2 separate regions of the Mus musculus genome follow, and region 2 is linked to region 1. A link is a contact called in public Hi-C data. All regions are on one chromosome and are shown on one strand. The core of a region is the stretch at or near the end of the contact, and the rest is flanking DNA. Distances in the headings are between cores, read along the strand shown.

Region 1 (3,239 bases), core at 593-3,092:
CAAACTAAAAACAAATGAAAGAGGAATTATGAGGCACAGTGACACACAACTACAATAACAGCATTCTGAGAGGCTGAGGCAGGAGAATCACAAGATTGAGGCCAACATGAGATACAGTAAGGCTCTGTCTCAAAAAGCAAAAACAAAGAACAGAGAGTCTGTCTCCATTTTCCCAACCCCAAGGGACAGGAGAGGAAGCGCCTAGAGTAAGACTCTTGAGTGCGAGTGGTCGGCAGCAAGAGACGCTCCAGGTCAAGTTCTCAAGTCACAGAGCTTTCAGCTGCACCTGACTGGGATGCATCTGGAGATGCCTCCTGGAATCCTTGCCTAACCACAAACTGTGGCTTCTTTAGACTGATGCTACTGAATGGGCCCTCATCCGGCTTTTGCTTTCAAAGTAAATACTAGAAAACTTGCCAAAATGAGGAAAAAGTAAACCTCCTAATGTCTGAAGTAACATTTAAGTTGTCTTGGTACCGAAGAGTTTGGGGGGTACATCGGCACTTTTTCAGGTAACTAAGTCAGAAAATGGGTTGGAGAGGGCTTAGGAGTGAGGAGGGGCAGGGAGTAACAGGGGACCTACCAGGTCTTTTCTGTGGACTATGGAGAGTGAGGAGGGGCAGGGAGAAACAGGGGACCTACCAGGTCTTTTCTGGGGACTATGGAGAGTGAGGAGGGGCAGGGAGTAACAGGGGACCTACCAGGTCTTTTCTGTGGGCTATGGAGAGTGAGGAGGGGCAGGGAGAAACAGGGGACCTACCAGGTCTTTTCTGGGGCTATGGAGAGGAGATTAGGTGGCTTCCTCTATCATGTGCTACCTTATTCTTTTTTTTTTTTTCCTTTTTTTTTTAAATCATTTATTCATTCTTGATAAAAGAGTCCTTTGCTGGCTCGGAAGCTTCGGAGTGTCACCTGTCCTTGTGAGGCACAAACATGTGTGGCCCAACTCACCTTTTTTAAAAGCTGTGACAAATTCCCGGAGAGTGTCTGAATCAAACTCCTCTGGCTCCATGGCAAACTTCTTCCCGCTCTCGTCTAGGATGGCTGCATTGACATCCTCTCCACTCTCACTGAGCCCCAGGTCCTTCACCTCCGTGGCATAGTCTTCCTCGTCAGCAATGGCGAAGGTATACTCAGGGAAGTCCTTGGCCACCTCTAGGACTTTGTTACGCCAAAACTGAGTAGCTGAAACAGACACAGGCTGTGAACTAAGTGGCTGAGCAGAAGAACTGTCCTGCCCTGGACTGTGAGATTCAAGATTCTGACACTGACGCTCTCCGACAAGGCCCAGACCCAGAAGTACCTCGACCAGATAGGAAAGGATTTCTGGTATAGCAACACTGTGTAAGCAGCTGGCTTAAGGATAGAACTCCAACTAAGCCCCAGGAGACCTGGGTACTGGCAACACAGCTCTGTCTGAGAAGCCAGTTCAGCACCAGATCTGCTACATCATCTCTATGAAGGTACTAGGCTTGACTTTTTTTTTTATCGTCTATTTTCTTGTTTGTTTTAATTTTTATTATAGAATGCATAGTATAATACCTCAGGATTGGCACTGTTTTCACCTGTTGAGCCAACTCTTTAGCCCTAGGTTTGACTCTTAACTCCCCTTTTACTAAATCAGGAAGGAAAAAGGGTACTTTATGGCTCAGAACTCGAAATCCGATGCTAGAGGCAAAAATATGCCCATACCACTAACTTTAAGGGTTCTAGAACAAGATGTCTAAAAATGGTAGCCCCCGCCCTATAAAGGTGTTGGTAGGGTCTCTCACCAGCTCTGTAATCAAAGCTGAAGTCCACACTGTAGTATACAACCACCAGGGGGCGTTTGCTGTACCGCTTAGCATCATTAGAAGTCTTACGATGGCCCACCAGGGGCAAGGCATGTTTCACTACATAGTCCTTAATGGCTGATGCTTCTGTAGAGCCCTGTGTCAAAGACAGCATAGACTAAGAGCAAGCACAATGAAAAGGGAGCTCTAGCTAACGTGCCGTCAGAGTCACTGTCAAGCACAGATGTTTGTGTGAGCTCACTCACCCCATCTAATCACACCATTTCTTCTGACTGGAACTCCAAACCCAATGAGAAAAAGCTTAATGGTCTTAAACAGTAACTATACACATGGACTGAACCATGCGGGCTTTTCCATAGTCAGTTAACTGAGGTCCACAAGAGCCCTGAAATCCCTTTTACAGATGACAAGGTGAGATACAATTGCAGCTAATAAATGGCCAGGCAAGGCGCTGCAGCTGGCCACACGCAGCCACACCTTTAACCTTCAGATTGTACTAGAGAGCATTCAGATTGTACTAGAGAGCAGGGAAGCCTCAGATTAGAATTTAGACTCAGGCGAAAGACGTGGTTGGTGAGCTGTCACACCGAGCCCACTTTTTTTCTCTGGGGGCTGTGTGCTGAGGGCATAGCATTCACACAAACAGCTGTACTCAACTAGGCTCCACAATGGACTCCTCTAATGATGGCCTATATGGTTCTTCAGTGAGATGTTTCATCAGTATCAAGGAAACCCAAGTTTGCATGGCACCTAAAATATATGTCAGAGTGAGTGTCTAAAGGGACACAGAACTCAGGTTTTAGAGACTGGAGGTCACTAGAGCTCACACTTAAAACTCAAGGTCACTCTTAGATAGTTCTTGTTGAGGTAACTCAAGCACTTTATTCCATGTGGAGGAGGGTGGGATCCAGGGGTAGATGCTTCTCACTGGTTCAGTCTGAGATGTTAGGGATGCTCTATCTGCATAGGGAACGTAGGTCTCCAGGTCTTGTCCCTACATGACTGACTGTCAAGGCCCTCTTAATGGGGTGTCGTAGTTATATATTCCAGGACAGGTAGAGCTTGACAGGGAGCTGGCCCCATACCCACCATTCTCAATTCTGAGATCTCCCAGGGTAGGAGGTCCACTTGCCCCACAGGGTCCCATAAAGACCCAGAGCTCCAACACCAGGAGCCTCAGCACAATGGACCAGCATCATCAGGGAAAAATACAACACTCACTGATTAGGCTCCTGTTCTGTGCCCTGAAGCTTAAGAGTGGGGTGAGAAGCAAAGGCTGGGAAAGGAGGTTTGAATACAAAAGGAGTGGAACTCTTCCACAGAATAAGAAAAAGAGGTTTGGCTTTTCTGGATGAGGTGTGTTAGTGGGGGTGGGTTTTAAGATTTCGAAAGCTCTTGTATGCCAAGCCCAGTTTCTCTGCCTATGCGTCAGGATGGGCCTTGCAG
Region 2 (3,012 bases), core at 260-2,759, 36 kb after region 1:
CATCTGACAACTAGGAGGGAAACAGAGAGTTTGGAAATTAGTCACCCACCCCCTTAAAACAGGGTTCCACTGTAGAGCTCCAAATGACCTAGAACTTGCTTTGGAGTCCAGGCTGGCCTTAAACTTACAGAAAGTTTCCTGTTTCTGCTTCCTAGTGCATGGATTAAAAGCAAGTACCATCATATCAGGCTTTATTCTTGCTTTCTAAGGCCTTTTTTTGTTTTGTTTTGTTTTGTTTTGTTTTGTTTTGTTTTTTGTTTTTTGTTTTTGTTTTTGAGACAGGGTTTCTCTGTGTAGCCCTGGCTTTCCTGGAACTCACTCTGTAGACCAAGCTGGCTTCAAACTTATACAGATTCACCTGCCTCTGCCTCCCAAGTGCTGGGACTGAAGATGGGCATCACCACTGCCAGGCCGAAGGCCACATTTAAAAATTATGTCTTTTAATAATAAAATCACTAATTATTTTCCTGAGGTCAATTATTTCTCTCTATCTCTGTCTCTCTCTTTCTTTCTCCTCCTCTTCTTTCTTCTTTTTCTAGTTCATTCCATTATAGTGATGTTCTAGTTTAGAGAACGGTAGTTTTAACTCCCAACTATGCACCATCTGACCACAGTTCATGCTCAAGTAGACTCAAAGTATACACAAGATATTGCTTTGTATGTACACTATAAAGACTCACAGTACACTCAAGTGGTAGTGGCCCAGCAGGAAGATCCCTATACTGTGGGGGCACTATAGACAGTCTACTGTTGAGGGCATTGAATGGATTCATTTCATTTACTGAGATAAATGTCTGAGAAGACTTTGGTTCATACATGTTTGAAAAAAGAGAAATACTGGAAAGTTATGGCTGTGTGATTATCTTTCTGCCACACAAGCTGTTAAACACACAACTCTGTCTTTTGTTGGTCCTTAGTCCAGATCCAGCAAATCTAACCACAAGCTTTATTTCTGTTGGCTCAAGTAGTCCACTTGTCGGTGCTGGTGAGTGAGCTCGGCAGAGGATCTGGGTTTGGCTCACAACTGTGTGTGTAGCTCCAGTTCCAGGTTATCCTGCATCCTATTCCGGCCTCCATAGGCAGTAGACATCCAAGTGTAGAGAAACATTTATACATATAAAATTAAAAGAAACAAATCTTTATAAAAATTCTACTTCTCATCCAAGCCCAAGTGAGACAATAATCAAAATAATCAGAATCTCTGGTGCCAATACAAGTCATATTTGTAATTTCTACGAACGATATAACTCCATCATTCCCACCTAGCTCACTCTGGTAGCCGATTACACTATCGTCCAGCCTGGACACCGCTCCCTGGCTCTTAAACTATGTAGCATCTGCTGGGTCTTCTCAGATGGATGGGAAACCCGAGTAGGTTGGATCTGCGTTCACCAAAACTCTTTTCTCAGAAGCTGACCTCTGGGAAGGCGCTCCGGATGCGGGGGCCGCCAGGGGGCGCGCTGTCCCGGGAGGACCGACCGGAGGGGGGCGCGTCTAGGCCGGCAGAGCGCCTGCAGTACTCGCTGCCCACAAAGCGCCAGCTGAGGGGCGGCTGCAGCCGGTGCGGCGTAGGCTGCTCGCTACTCAGCTCCTCTGCGTCCCAGCGCCCCCGGAAGCCCGATTGCCGCGCGAGTCCTGTCAGAGCGAGCAACGCGAGACCGCTTCTCGCCGTCTGCCGAGAGCACTGAGCAGCCGGGCCTGCGTGTGGTGGCGACTCCCGGGACAGGACCGGGCAGCGGAGGGCCATGGCTGAGGCGACCGCCGCTCCGGTAAGGGCGCTGATGGACGGGCGTCTCTGTCACCCGGGCCTCGGGGGAGGCGAGGGAGCTGGGGACGGCAGCGGGCCTTGTGGCCCGCGTGGGTCTGCGGCTGTCGTTTGCCCCGCAAGGCCACCGCGGACCGCAGCGCCGGGCGACGCCGCGGGACCAGGGTCTGCAGTTTCTAACCTACACGCGCCGCGGTGCTCCGCGTCAGCCCGCGGAACGGGGAAGTGGGCTCGAGGTGTTTTTGCAATCCACCAGCCATTCTGTACAGCCGCGAGAGCTGTCGTTGCTAGGTGCGGCAGGACAGTCACCTGCGTGGCGGGGAAGGTAAAAGCCAAGGTGTGTCCTTATGGACTGCGTGAGGACAGACAGCCTCGCGCGCCCGGGAGGGCAGGCTGTGGCGCCGCGGGGACCTTGGAAGGCCGACCGAGCGCAGGCTTAGCCAGTAGTGCAGTCGTGCGTGTGCTTGTTTGCTGCAGGCCTGCAGTGGGCCCAGCCGTGCATGCACCAGAGATGCCAGGGCTACCAGGACAACCCGCACAGTCCCTGCACACAGCCATTAAGGAAGAGGGGATGGTCGTTTAACAGAACGTTCTGATTGGAAAGTATTGCTTTTGTTTGCCACCTAAGAAGGCTTTGGTCAGCTCAAAGAGACTTTTTAAATAAGTCAGAAGTCAGGCAGGTCTGCAGAGGAGTAGATAGGAAGTAAAAAAGAAAGAAGAAACCAGGGGAGCAGCGGGGAGGGGCGGGGAATGGAGTAGAGGGGAATACCCTTCAAGTTTAATTTTCCCCCAACCCTTAAAAAAGATAGTAGAGCCCATGGTGTATGCTATAGGTATATGCCATGCTGAAAACTGTCACATACTTTTAGTTCTCTAGTAGTCATGTTTAGGAGGTTAAACCATGATGGTAACATGGTGGCTCACAGAGGAGTTTAAAATAGGAGAATCAGAAATTTTAGTATATGCTTGGCCAAATAGCCAGAGTGTGTGTCTTTAAAAAAAGAAAGAAAGAAAAGAAAAAAGTAAAAAAAAAAGTAAAAAGAAAGAGGAAATTAATTTCAGTTAATTCAGTGAAATGTTATTTAGCTCAAAGTATAAAAATATTTTAATAGTAATATTATAAAACTATTAATGAGATTTTAAACACAACACATCTCAATTGAACTGAGCACATTTAAAGTCCTCAATAATCACTTGGACTCAGTGACTTTGGTACTGACCAGGGCAAGACTGTTTTATGAAGAAGA

The links. A called contact is a pair of places that touch in the nucleus more often than the background predicts.
Region 2: a Hi-C map of CD8 T cells shows a contact between it and region 1, with 2.3 times the contacts expected there. The contact joins the promoter of Zfp398 here to the enhancer-like site in region 1. A contact is called at or near these places in 16 of 39 promoter capture datasets (the 3T3-L1 cell line, 3T3-L1-derived adipocytes, the HPC-7 cell line and 9 more), 11 of 15 datasets of contacts at CTCF or cohesin (CD8 T cells, the G1E-ER4 cell line, the NIH/3T3 cell line and 6 more), 156 of 484 Hi-C or Micro-C datasets (3T3-L1-derived adipocytes, the AML12 cell line, B cells and 88 more), 28 of 115 datasets of contacts at active chromatin or transcription factors (the 230-238 cell line, CD8 T cells, the HPC-7 cell line and 18 more) and 5 of 9 other capture datasets (adipose tissue, embryonic stem cells, liver and 2 more).

The regions. Positions count from the first base shown.
Region 1 is chr6:47,797,414-47,800,652 of GRCm38.p6, forward strand. It overlaps Pdia4 (protein disulfide isomerase associated 4), which reads right to left. Exons shown (of 10, transcript NM_009787.2): 8 at 1,773-1,929; 9 at 952-1,185. Among named protein-coding and RNA genes, the nearest start is that of Mir704, 4.6 kb to the right of the region's middle. Within about 2 kb of position 1,843, at least 24 of the 459 cell types and tissues checked have an H3K27ac peak or open chromatin away from gene starts, as enhancers often do. A contact at or near this core is called in B cells, CD8 T cells, differentiating embryonic stem cells and 6 more, where this site is marked.
Region 2 is chr6:47,834,152-47,837,163 of GRCm38.p6, forward strand. It overlaps Zfp398 (zinc finger protein 398), which reads left to right and starts at 1,510. Exons shown (of 6, transcript NM_027477.3): 1 at 1,510-1,769. The coding sequence starts at 1,746. It also overlaps a transcript of Zfp786 not described here.